Regions from separate parts of the Anas platyrhynchos genome. Here region 2 is linked to region 1. Evidence: chromatin contacts called from public Hi-C data. All regions are on one chromosome and are shown on one strand. Each heading gives the region's core, a stretch centred on a gene start, on an enhancer-like site or on the middle of the called end of the contact. The rest is flanking DNA. Distances are from core to core; before and after follow the strand shown. Region 1 holds the start of CCDC88C (coiled-coil domain containing 88C). Region 2 holds the start of TTC7B (tetratricopeptide repeat domain 7B).

Evidence for each region. Hi-C and Micro-C count contacts between places; a contact is called where the count stands out from the background.
Region 2: a Hi-C map of skeletal muscle shows a contact between it and region 1, with 2.9 times the contacts expected there. The contact joins the promoter of TTC7B here to the promoter of CCDC88C in region 1. A contact is called at or near these places in 2 of 8 Hi-C or Micro-C datasets (skeletal muscle and subcutaneous adipose tissue).

The regions. Positions count from the first base shown.
Region 1 is chr5:17,103,354-17,110,204 of IASCAAS_PekinDuck_T2T, forward strand. CCDC88C (coiled-coil domain containing 88C) reads left to right here and starts at 5,466. Exons shown (of 31, transcript XM_038180263.2): 1 at 5,466-5,816; 2 at 5,914-6,014. The coding sequence starts at 5,757.
Region 2 is chr5:17,362,855-17,369,286 of IASCAAS_PekinDuck_T2T, forward strand. TTC7B (tetratricopeptide repeat domain 7B) reads left to right here and starts at 4,743. Exons shown (of 20, transcript XM_038180036.2): 1 at 4,743-4,979. The coding sequence starts at 4,859.

The DNA.
Region 1 (6,851 bases), core at 4,216-6,715:
TGCTGAGATCATGTGTCTGGCAGCTTGTAGTATCCTACAGTCCTTTGTAAAATATTAGCAAAGAATGGGTAGATCAGATGTGGAACAGGTTGAAGTCGCCTTCTGTGTTTCACAGAATGGCTGAGGCTGCAGGAGCATCCTGGAGGTTTTCTGTTCCACCCCCCCTGCTCAAGCAGGGCCTACTAGAGCAGGTTTCAGCACGTTAAGTCAGTGCACATGATACATAAAGCATTGATCACCTATTTGTAAATTTTTATATATTCTTGTAAAATGGCTATCTATAGCCTGTTCTTCACGGTTATTGTTGGAAAACCACATTTTCATGCCTTCTCTCACAATACCTCAAAATTGGAGGTTTTTATTTCCTTAGTTCCTGCAGTTCTTAAAATTCTTCGCATGTCTGACTCTCACACAAAGTGAATTCAGGGTGCTGTCTGAGCCAGTAGCACAGCCACAAATTTCCTCATTCCTGATATTGTTCCCTGTCCCAAGAAACAGCTCTCCTCTTGGTAGGTATCTGAGATGGTGCTCCCAGCCTACTGTCAGCTACCTCAGCACCTAGGCTTTGTTAGCTTCTCCTCCTTATTCTTTGTACATGAATTTACTTTTCTTCAGCTCTAGCCAGTCTAAGTACTTTGCAAAGCTGCTTATAAAATATTTGGTTGTGCTTACATGTTATTTTTACCTGGACAAAAATGACCTCAGTGTAGATATTGACAGTCTTTAATAATTTAAACTCCAAAACAGCAGGTTGAGGAATGAACAATTCCCTTAGGGCTCTGGATCTTCAAAATCACATTTATATTTATAAGGGCATTGGCTAGCAATGATTGAAAAGAATTGATGGTGATGATTTGAAAATATTTTCTAAAGTGAGTGGAAATATACTTTCAAGTCATCAGTATTAAATCTACCCTTTAACATCCTGAAACACTGTTCCACTTGACATATTTTAGTTCTTTCTTTACTTCCCCATTTCCCCTTAGAGTGGCCAGTAACAGTCCCTAGTTTGGTCCTATAGGTTCTTCTGCTTATCTTGTGATTCCCAGTTAATGCTGCTGGGGTAACTCCTCTTTCAGCTCCTGCAAAGAGAGAAACTGAGGAACATAAACAGCCATTACCTGCCTCAGTTATGTTCTGTGCTTTGATGAGAACCCAAGTTTTTGATAATGCCTCCAAGCCTTTAAGCAGTTATTTTGGTCCTTGCCTCTTCAGTAATCACCGTCTCAACAGATCGGGCCCCATTATGACTTTAAAAACCTATTAAACACCTTTCCCTCTCTGCTATTACTTCAAATTACGTCCTTGCTGATTCACCAGATGTGTAGCTTGCATGTTCCAGCACACAAGCCCACCACTGTGGACCACTATTACCAGCCTTTGTGTCTCATGTCACTTCAGCTTCTAACTTCAGTGAATTTGTTCCATCCCTTTTCAGGTTCGTGAGCGCATTGGGGCTGCTGCTGTGGCATTCATTGCCTCCTTGAAGAAGTCATGTCAAGGAGGTTACGCCGTCATTCCTGCATTTGCCTTGGGTGTGAGTACTGCTCTGTTGCTTTCTAGTTCTTCCAGAGAGAGAGACTACTGCTGTTCCTTCATCTCCTCCCTGTATCTTTTGCTCAGTTATCTTTATTATTTGCCTCATGCATTTAACTCTGTATTTTTCTAGGGACCCAGACATCTATGAGATACCCAAAGCCTCTCCTCTTGTATTTTGGATTCTGTGTTATGCTAATCCTGTCAGGAGACTATGCAGCTGGCCTAAATTTCAGCACTGAATGACCATCGCACCCTGTACCAAAGGTTAATGCTAGGTTTTCTGGGAGTTTCTCTCTGAATGTTTTCTTTCAGATCCCAGCCACAGAGCCTCAGTAAATCACCACCACCCCCCTGCATTCAGATTGATCTAAGGCACGTTAGCAAATATTGCTGGGGTTTTGTTTATGTTTTGTTAGTACAGTTTTGTTTCTTTTTAATTTTCATTCAGATTTTTCTAAGACAGCTTTTTTACTAGCTGTCGCCCAATAAAATGAACAAAATGGAAAAGCGTATTTCAGAATCAGATACTACAAGGGCCAAAGCTATCTCCTGGCCACCTTCCTTTTTCCCTGGCACCCGTTGTTTGCAGCTCCAGAGCCTATTTAAAGTAAACCTGCCCCACAGCTGAGAAGTTGGTTGATGAACAGTAGAGTCATATTTACAAGAAAGCTGCTTAACGACAGTCCCGAGCAAAGGAAGAGAAAGAAGCCCTTTCCTGATTACCATGAGTTTAACTCCCGTATTGTAACCCTGTAAATTCTGTTATTCCCATCCCTCGGCAACTCGGGCTTCCGAGGGCGGTGAATGGCGGAGCTTTGTTGGTGGCTGTAGTGGTTGCCAGGGGACTGCCTGCGGACGCTGAATCACGCCATTTACAGTCAGCCTCGAGGAACATTTGGAAATGCTCGAGCTTCGAAATTTCCCTCTGTGGTCTGCGCTGCTGAGAGTCGAGTGCTTTGTGGCTGTGAAGAGCGCTTTAGAAACACACACCGTGATAACGGGCGTTAAAAATTCTGGTGCCTCTAGCTGCTAGTACACTGATGGTGCTTTAAAATGTGCTGGTGCTTCTTGCTCCTCCGATGCTTGTGTTTTGAGTCAGTGCGCAAGTGGTGTGAAAACAAGTTGTTGCAAGTCACATTACATGCTACAAATGTGTATTTTCCACACTTGTTTGCTGTAAGAGGCATGGTTCTGAAATACAATTGCATTTGTGTATTTGAGTCTGAGCTTTCCTGGATATATTAATTGGAATGCATTTTTTTTTTTTTTTTTTTTTTTTTTTTTGCCTGCTGTGTGAAGGCAGCAGCTTCAGGTGCCCCAGAAATGAGAACTCGGCCTGCAGTGGGAGCTTTCACAAGGGGTCTTTGATGAAAGCCAAGTAGCTAAAAGAGAGCTGACACCAGAAACCAGGTCACGGTTTGGAGAAAGCAGGGAAGGAAGCACCGCAAGCCGGGCTGGGGCTGACAGGGAGGGGACACAATTCCTGAGGGGAGAAGAAAAGCATTCGGACTGGGGGTTACAAGCGAGGGCGTCTCCTGGCCCTGGGCCTCCCGGCGCTCCAGGGCAGGCTCCGGGGCTCGGGCCCCACGGCCGGGCTGGCCCTGCCTCAGGCCGCGGCCCCCGCTCCCCGCAGCGCCCGGCCCCGGCCTGCAGCACCCGCGGCGGCCGGCGGGGGGGGCCGGTGCTGCGCCCAGGGAACGGGCCCGGGCCGGGGAACGGCACGGAGCGGGGCCGGGGCTGGTCCCGGGGCCGTGCCCCCAGGCCGAGCAGGCAGCGTGCGGCTCCCGGCCGAGTCCTGCGCCGGGTGAGAAACCGGGGCTGTTGTAACTGTGCTCCACGGTGCAGGACAATCCCCACACCCTTTAGCTGTCTCACGGTTTGTGACCCCTACATCTGACAAAGCAACTGTTCTGTGATTTTTAGGAGTTTCTGGAGGCATGCTCCTACAAACGGGTCTGATTCAGGCTGTGAAAAGGAGGAAAATGTTCTTGCGTTTGTATTCTGGCTTCTCTGAAGAGGTTGTGTATTTTTCAAATATTATTAAGTCCTTTTTCTTTTGACTATTCATTAACACAATCATCCTCCGCTGTAAGCACCACAACAGCTTTAAATTTTATTTAATGAAATATATTCACAAGACAGGAGATCACAAGGCTTGGAGAAGTTAAATTATAGCAGTCTGTCTCTCTGAAGTGTTGAGAAATAATTAATCATTCCCCTTCTCGCCATACCTGAGCAGTTGTTGCGCTCAAAAGCATGCTGTTTGTCCTTCCAGCTACAGCAAACAGCGTCCCTGCAGCCCCCTTCTTTTTGGGGGCGGAAAAGCTGAGACAACATGGTTCCCACAACACAAGGTAAGTGTGATTTAACTGTTTGTACCCGCTGGTACATCCTCTCAAGGACCGTGGAGAGAAGTGGCTGCACCAGGTTGTAAGGGGCAGCTCACAGAGGTCAGGTCCCTGGTATCGTGTTGGTCCACAAAGGTTAAGGATCAAAACATGCCTGATCATTAGCATGCTTAAATAGCACGTTCATGAGCTAGCTGTTCCTGTATAATGAATGGGATCCATCCAAATGCAGACCTGGAGGTTTGGGCTACCCCTGGTGTCTTTAATAAGGGCAGGGAGGTTTTCCTCCATGAACACTTCCCCCTGTGGGGCTGGGCTAATGAAGCAGGCAGCAAGCAGGGGTAGTGCAGGCAGGAAGGTGCCATCTTCCCTCGGGCTGACCTCGCCTCAAAATGGCTGATGGGGGGTGACCAACTCGGGGCAACCCCTGCTCTCCAGCCTGGGGGAAGTTTCCCTTTCTCAGATGCCCACATGAGGTCTCACCACCCTCCCACTAATATATCTGTGTTTTATTGCCATGTTTCCTGATTAACACTGACTCTACCTACACAGCTGCCTAAAATAAAGATCCTTGTGAAGCAAATCATTAAAACTGATCTTACGTGGGACAAGCAGGCTGCTGCAATGAACAACATTGTCTGTCACTGTAATGGATTGCTTACAAACCGCTCAGTTCCTACAGGCAAAACAACATCTGTCCCTCCTGACAGAACGGAGCTGCGCACACGTGTGCCCACATCCCTTCTCGAAAATAGGGGTGGGAGATCCAGTGGTCAGCAAGAAAAAGAACTGCAGAAATGATTTGCCTGACTTGGTAAGATCCAAAATGCATTTTGTGAGCTTACTGTGATTAAACAAGGCATAGCCAAAGTGCATTTTGGAGTGATTGATGCATAGAGAAAGACTTGTGTGTGACAAATAGAACACGCTTGTTCTGGGGATAAATAAAAGGGTGTAGTCATCCAGATACAACTAAGAAACAGAAAAAACTCCATTAGAATTACGGAAGAACCTCAGATTACCTGGAATTATTATTTTTAACTAAAATAAAGTAAGTTATTGTCTCTCTCTCCCCCCACCCCACTGGGAAACAATTTGCCTGCTGAGCGATTGCTGGGGGTGCTGAGCAGCAGCGGGCCCAGAGGCTGCTAGCCACGGGCTGTAGCCACTAGCCACGGCCCACGGGCTGTAGCCACGGGCTGCCAGGCGCGGCCCCGCCGAGCAGCGCTGTCCCCTTGGCAGCGCTGTCCCTAACAAACCACCTGATGCTGTGTGGGGACAGCGGCGAGGACCGAGTGCTGCTTGCCCCTCGCTTCGTTTTACAGGCAGCGGCCGTGAGCTCGCGCACAGCCCCATTTTCTCCGAGATTTCCCCTTTTTGCCCGCTGGCGCTGAGCGGGCACCCAGCCGCCCCCGCACCCCCCAAGCGGCCACCTCAGGGCCGGGCGGGGGCACCCTCCGCCTCGCCTCCTCCCGCCCCCTTCCTCCTCCCATTGGCCCGCGCCGGCCGCTCGGCGGCTCCCATTGGCGGCGGGCGCCGCCCGTCACGGCGGCGGGGCTGTAGTGGCCGGGGCGAGGCCGCGCCCCGCCGCAGGTAGCAGCGGGGCCGGGACGGGGCCGCGCCGCGCGGGCTCCGGGAGCGGCCCCGCAGGAGCCTCCGCGCCCACCCCCCGCGGGCGGCCGCTGCCTCCCCCCCAGCCCCGCCGCCATTTCCCGTCCCCGCTCCCCTTCGCCGCGCTCCGCCGGGCCGGGGGGCGATGAGGCGCGGCTCGCCGCCGCTGTAGGCGGGCGCTGCCCGGCGGCGGGGCCATGGGCTCGGCGCCTTTGTCTGCCGAGTGAGCCGGCCCCGCTGCCGCGCCCTCCCGGCGACATGGACGTGACCGTGTCCGAGCTCCTGGAGCTCTTCCTGCAGAGCCCGCTGGTCACCTGGGTGAGTCCGGGGGGCAGGCGGCCGGCGGGCGGCTCCCGAGGCACCTGCCTCGGCCGCGGCGCTGCCTTGCCCTCCTTCATCCTTCCCTCCCCGGCAGGTGAAGACCTTCGGCGCCCTGGCGAGCGGCAGCGAGGACAAGCTGGGCATGTACATGGAGCTGGCGGACGGCGTGCTGCTCAACAGGATCATGCTGCAGATGTGAGCGGGGCGCCGGGGGCACGGGGGGGGCTGCCTGCCTTCGGAGGGGGACAGAAAGAAAGGGGCGAAACTCAACCCTCCGTCCCCACCGGGTTTGCTTTTGCTGCTTCAGCTCGCCCTGGTCTTGCAGGGTTTTAGGCGGCTGCCCGGTGCTGAGCGTGCCCCTCGGGGGAGGCTGTGCTGCAGGGTAAATAAGGAAACGAAAGCGCCTCATCGGGTGAAGCTTTACTGGGGAGGTTGCAGCTGAAGCGTGTCTATGTGGTCTTGTGAGATTTGGCGTTAAAAACAGGTTGGCAAAGGGAAAACTTCACTTTGCTAGCTGCTGTATCTCTCAGGCAGCGCTGCAGAGATATGTCTCAAGTAAACTTACAAGTAGGTTAAAAGCCCGAACTGAAAATAACTCTTTTCTCTTAACACTGAAGTAAATTGTCGCTAAAGCATGCATTTTTAACCACATCCTTTCCTGCCACTGCTTTGCTGCGCACAGATCCTGGCTGTTTCTGTTTCATCTCTGTAATTGCTTTTAATACTCTGAAACGCATCTGATGAAGAGCTGGCAGGGAAAGGTATTTGACTCGCAGGGGAGGAAGCTTCCAGCTTCACCCAGTTCTGGTACTGCCCTCCTCACAGAATGAAACCGAGTAAGGCTCACCCAGTGACTTGTGATGTTAGGCCAACTTCAAGCACATAAATGAAGAGCACATATTAGGTATTAGGGTCTTTAAATGTGTTTTTTTTTTTTTTTTTTTTTTTGAAAAGTAACAAAAAAAAGTACGAGAAGCTGTGCCCCACCTGCTCAAGTTAGCAAGTTCTGCTATCTTCTGGTACCTGGCTGCA
Region 2 (6,432 bases), core at 3,493-5,992, 260 kb after region 1:
TTGTTGTGGAACAAGTAGTAATTAAGCTTCGGATATAAATATGTCTGTTAAGCCTATTGACATCAGTGAAATGCTTATTTTTAAATCTGGGAGGTGACATTGTTTCTCATGTTTCTTTGTACATGTAAATATATGCGTTTATGATGTAGAGGATATTTCCAGAAACTTTATGAAAGGTTTAAAATGAAACACTGGGTCTAAACAATGTGATTGTTGAAATATATTGCTTATTAAATGGCACTTTTTGTTGCCCTTTCATTGTCAGTGCTGGTTGCTGTTTAGCATGAATGGCCTTGGAAAGAATCTGTTTTGGGGTCTGACTTTTATCTTTTGCAGCACGATTAGTGACTGATCTTCAGATTCCAACTGTCAATAGCAATGACTGTTTGCACTGTCATTTATTGAAGACTGAAAATAAAAATAAAGGGATGTCATGCAATTGTGAAAAATAAGTATTTGATTGTAAAGGCATGCTTTCCTCTTCAAATATCAATTATACTTCCCATTATCTGACAAATGCACTATGAATTGAATCAGTCTGAAAGCAATGAGCTACAAAAGCAAAAGTCCATTGTGGAGGGAAAAAAAAAAGTGCGTTCTAGGTTTTCCAGAACTGTTTTGTGTATGAATTTCAAACAACAGTAAGGGCTTTATGGTTTACAAGTTAATGTACATTCTCAGATGTAACTATCTTCTCTTTAAGAAAATAAAATCATATAAGTAAAAAACATTGAAATGTTGAAATACTTTGATATAGCATATTTCACTTTGTGTCCATAACTATTCCTCACTATGAGTTGGGGCAGAGGGAAGGCTGCATCTAGTCATGTGTGTAGTCAAATTGTTGATTTTTTGGGTGCTGTTAATTCTCACTTTAGTTGCCTTTAAGTTGCTTTTTGCTACTCCCAAAAAGGAACCATGTGTCACTATGAAGTTAGTTCCTCTGACAATCTGCATATGGAAAATTTCATAGAGATCACTGGCTTCATTAGGCATGGAGAACTCTGCATAATATGAGTAGTGAAACTAGGAAACTAAGTGGGAAAAAAAAAATCCAGTAAGATTTTTGCTTGTATAATGTTTTCTTCACTGTAGAGAAATAACTTCTCACATTCACACATTTTGGCCTGAAAATTTTTGCATTTCACATTTGACAAAATGTCATATAAATAGTAGTTGAATATGCTTTCTTTAAAATAAAAATAATATTTGAACTGCATCTCTGATAACCTGCAGTAGGATATACTTATTGTCTTAACAGAGATTGAAACGTTCATCTGGAGTGAAAGATAAGATATTGGTGAAATAAAGATTTGTGTTGAGGAAAAGCTTCTCTTTTTGATTTAATTTTAAATTCCATTTATGCTCTGTGGAGTTGAAATAAGGACTTCCGTGCTGTCTTCCATTACATTATATTTCCCTGAAAATCCTTCCATGACGTATGCTATAGCAACTTCAAAAAAGAAAATATTTTTAATAGTCAGCACTTCGATTAGCAGCTTCAAACACATGCTTTAGAAGAAAAAACACTGGTCGATTGTGAAGGACTAAAACTAGAGTAATAGGTAAGCTTGCATATTAAACACTTCTGTTAATAGTGAAGGAACTTTATACACATAGCCTTTGACACAAATTGAATTTTAAGCTTCAACTAGCCTCTTCTCTCAAGGGCATACATACCAGTGAGCTGACTTTAGCACAGCTGTCAGGAAAATCATGCTTTTACTTTTATTATTATTTATTATTATTTTAGAATAAAGGAAAGCTGGAACAAAGATGAAGTTTGGTTCCTCCCCTGGCATTTCAGCATCGAATAGTATTTGTGTAAGAAGCCAGAAACTCTATCTATAATAAACCCAGTGATCTTGTAAATTTGCTTGCCTTTTTTTCTAATGTGAGTTACTAGCCTTCTATTTGAATATGTGACCTTTAAAAATACAAATAGTATTTGAATTGATTTTTCTGATTCCTTGTTTAATTATCTTAGTAGAGATTGAAAAGTTTTATATAAGTCTCGGTATTCTGTAAAATTATTAAGATTTAACAGTTTAAACACCTGTCACTTTTGTTTCCCATAATACTGCATGGAGTAGTAGTACTGAAAACTTTGTCATTAAGTCTATTTTCAGGTTGCTTGAAGTACCAGAGTACATATCAAGGTGTTCCTATGGACTGAAAGTCACTGTTTCTTCATACCTAGCTCATGAAGTTGCACTGAACAATCAAGTATTAGTTCTCTTATTGCCCTGTATTTGAGCAGGAGGAGTGTTGAGTGGGAAGGGTAGCATAGGGCAGAGTGCTTGAGCAACACAACCTAGCTTCTTTCCCTGCATTTTGATTTTACATACTTTTCAGAAACCAGATGCATTTCATTATTTTATACAGTTATGGGTCATCTACAGTAGAATCTTAGAGCAGTCTTAGGTATAGGGAAGTTTCACTAACGTTAAAGCAGACGTCCTAATTGTTCCAATGCATTTCAAAATATACTAATTCCTTTTGCATAGATGTCTCACTTCATAAATAGTAACTACTGAGATAATAAGTCTGATGAGCTGTTATGTAAATATTTTAATACTATTCTTTTGCTGGTAGCTTTTACTGAAATGATGTGATTAGTGCTAACAAAATGTGTTAAAATTGCTATGAATAAATATGAATAATCTTCATAAGCAAATTAACTATTTGGGAAAATTCAAATGTTAATTTCTTCCTCTTATGCCTAAAAGAACTGGTAGTTATGATGTCAATGATTTTCAGCTACCATTCATTTGCTGCCTCATTTTTCATTTCATTATTTTATCTGACCAGTAAAATATCCTTCTGTAATCAATGTAACGTCGTCTGGATCTTCTGAGACCTCATTTAAACAAAAAATGTTTTAGCACATCCTTCTTCTTTTACTTTTGTTGCAGTATTAAATATTCTTTCCATTCCTGTAGCACACTCCACTGTATTTCTTAAACACTGTTATGTTCTGCTATTACTAGGTTCTGTTTCACTTTTTAAAATTTGAAGTATATGTTGCTTGAATTTGAACTGTAGCCTGAAAGCACTCTTAACAGCAGCTTGAGGGAAAGCCAGGTTAATATCCAAGGCTTGTACTATTATGATTTGGATAGTACTGGGAATGAAAAATAAATTAGTTGGAACCCTGAGAAGGGCATATGTTACTTGGCATAGAGTTGTGGTATCTGTGACAGCCTAAGGGTACAAGCAAAGCAAAGTTTGTAGGAAAAGGATATTTTATGAGATTGAGCAATGCAGCTGGGGACAAGCGTTTAGTCTCACAAGCCTAAAGGGTCTGCACCTGGCCAATTAATGATTTGATGGCACTGTTGTTTTCCTATCTTTAAAAAGATTCATCCTTATTCTGGTCTTTCCATTGGTGGTCAGAACCAAAGAAAGCTTCTCAAACTGCCTGTCACTAGTATTTGTGGTACACGCACCACTTAGGAAACATTACAGAAATTCTGTGATGTGGATAACAGCTCTACCAATGCCCACAGGTGTGTCATGTTTGCATGTAGCTGAAACATTTATATAACTGCATGCAAAGGTGACTGGTGATAGTATTATTCCCTGAGTTTGAAGATCATAGTTCATAGGGTTTGAGGAATATGTACTAACAGTTATGACACAGTGGTTAATTTGTTCTCATGCTAGTAATGCTGGTGCTCCAATTTGAATTTTGAGTTTGTGATCCTGACATTTCTGAAGACTAAAATACACTAGATCCAGAGTGGTGCAATGTGTGCTACAGCAACGCCAGCATCCAGCCCGTGTTTTGTATCTTCACACCAGCAGATAGACCATAATCCTTCAAAGTCAAGCATATGCAGATTGGCCTCATTGACTTCTCTTTTCTGTGGATAACGAGAATAAGTTATACAAGTCTGCACTTGGATGTGGAGGAAGATGTTTAGATCATTTAAATTCACATTGTGTCTAGTGTATTGGGTTACACTGCATCTCTGTAACCAGTTCTGTGGGAGGGGCTCCATACTTACAGTGGGAAAAGTAGCATTTGGCGCTTTTGCTACATGTTTCACTGCAAATCAGTTGTGACAGTTTTCTTCTGAGGTCTCAGTAAGTTTGTGGAACTGGTATGTCATGTTGCACTTGACAAAGATACATTATATTTATTCAAATTGCTTTCAGCTACAATTTTGTTCCATGCAAAGGTTGGAAATATATTTGTTCTCTCAAAATGTAGGGAAGGGCGTAATACAGGCATGGCCGTGCCCTCTGCCCTTAATGAAAGGAACAGGTCAGGACCCAGCTGCCCAGGCCAAGCTGCAGTCCCCGTTTCTGTGTGCTGGGATGTGAAGCAGCGTGTCAGGGCCAAGGTGTGGTGTGACGTGTGGACAGAAAAAGCAACTGGATTAAAAAACCGTGAGGTAGAACAGGTGAGAGCTTTCACGGCGGCAGAAGAGGAGACCACTGAAGGCAAGAGCTGTTTTTGTGTCATGTTTTGGGGAACAGCTCGCGCTGGCAGGTGGCCGAGGGGCACAGGCGCGGTTCCTGCCTCTTCCCCCACGAGCCGCGGGGCCTCAGCTCGGTCCCGGGGGCTGTCAGGGCTGCACGGCCCGGCTCTGCCCGACCCGGCGGCCGCCTCAGCCCGGTGGCGGCGGCGGGGCCTGTGGTGGCCGCGCTCCCGCCGCTGCCCGCCAGGGGGCGCCGCTCCCGGCCGCGAGCCGCCGCCGCCAGTTCCGCCGCTCCCGGCGCACAGGCGCCCGGTGCCGCCGTCCTGTCCCCGCCCCCTCCTCCTCCTCCTCCTCGTCCTCCTCCGTCCCCTCCTTCCCGCCCGCTCCCGCAGCCCCGGCCCCTTCCCCCGGCGGGGCCCATCGGGCCGGCCATGGCCACCAAGAAGGCGGGCTCGCGGCTGGAGACGGAGATCGAGCGGTGCCGCTCCGAGTGCCAGTGGGAGCGGATCCCCGAGCTCGTCAAGCAGCTCTCGGCCAAGCTCATCGCTAACGGTGCGCGGCGGGGCCGGGCGGGCCGAGGCCGAGGGGCGGCCGCCGGGGCTCCCGGGCAGGTGCCGCCGGGGCTGTGCCGGGGGGGGCCCGGCCCCGGCAGCGGGGGGGGACCGGGGGGCGCGGGGGGCGCCCGGAGCCGTGCGGAGCCCTCCTGCAGCCCTCCTGCAGCCCTCCTGCAGCCCTCCTGCTCCGGGTCCTGCGTTGCTCTGTGCCGGAGGGTCCGTGCTGAGCCCTCTGTGCCGAGGCTCCCTGCTCTGCGGGATGAGGCAGCGCTGCCTCGCCTCGTTCCCCGTCGGTAGCGAGGAGCGGAGCGGGGCGCCCCGACCTTTGTTTCTCGCCTCACGAACTTTTCAGCGCGTAGCTGAGGGAGGTGGGAGCGGAGGCTGGGCTGGGGGCGCCCAGCGCAGGGCTCCCTGGCTTGGCTCTGCCCCTGGGGAACGCCGAGGGGACGGGGTCTGAGCTCCCTCCTCGGCGTGAGCTGCACCCGGGGGTGTTTTTGGGGAGAAATAGATCTGGGGAGACGGGGCTTGGGGTGACCTCAGGGGTGAGAAGTTAATAGGGAGGCTGAGGCGTGAGGCCGGTGGCACCGGGAGCATGCTGCGAAGGCTTGGCGTGTTTAGGTGGAGAAGACAAGTGCGTGGCTCAGGCCTGCAGAAACACAACCAGAAGAGCAAAAGCCAGAATCAAAGCAGGGAGGAGACAGGGAATTTAAGGATAGATGGATCAGGAGTAGATAGACTTAGGTGTGTTGGCCTTTAAAACAGCTGGGTAATGATCCTGAAACACACTGGTATTATAGCAGTTAAAAATAGACAGAAGTGAAAAGGTGAAAGGTGTTAGTTTGTTTTAAGGACGTGCTTTATTGAGGTGTAGACTATGGACTAGAGGTCGGTTCAGGCAGAGATGAATGGCTTTTGGCTGTCTGACTGAGAAGAATGATGATCTCTGAATTAGCATCTGTTGAGGTATTTCAGATATTATTGATATCTTGACTTCAGTTTCTCTGACCACGGAACTCTTTACCTAGCTGAAGCACATCAGAGAAGTTGATGAGGTCTGTGTAACTTTACACATCAGTGACTTTACCATTGTTGTGCCTTCTAGATTCTGTACCAGTCAGAGTACACATTATTATTAGAGCATTTTCTGATCTTTAAAACATGGATAAGTGTTGAATGTGGATTTCATCTCTTTATGGTAGCATAGAAAGGATTGCATCAATATCCCAGGCTTCCAAGCTCTAGCTAAATGAGAAGGACATCAACAGTAAGTGAAGTGGTAGTGAATCTCCGTTTGTAGCAGAGGAAGGCAGAGAGAGACCTGTATCTAATGAAATACAAGCCCGGGCTGTTGAGAGTATCTAAAACCACAAGTTTGTGGTCTAGGTGCCGGTGTGACCAATAGGTTGAAGGCTAAGGTTATCAGCTAGCCAGACGACAAAGAGGCAGGGCCT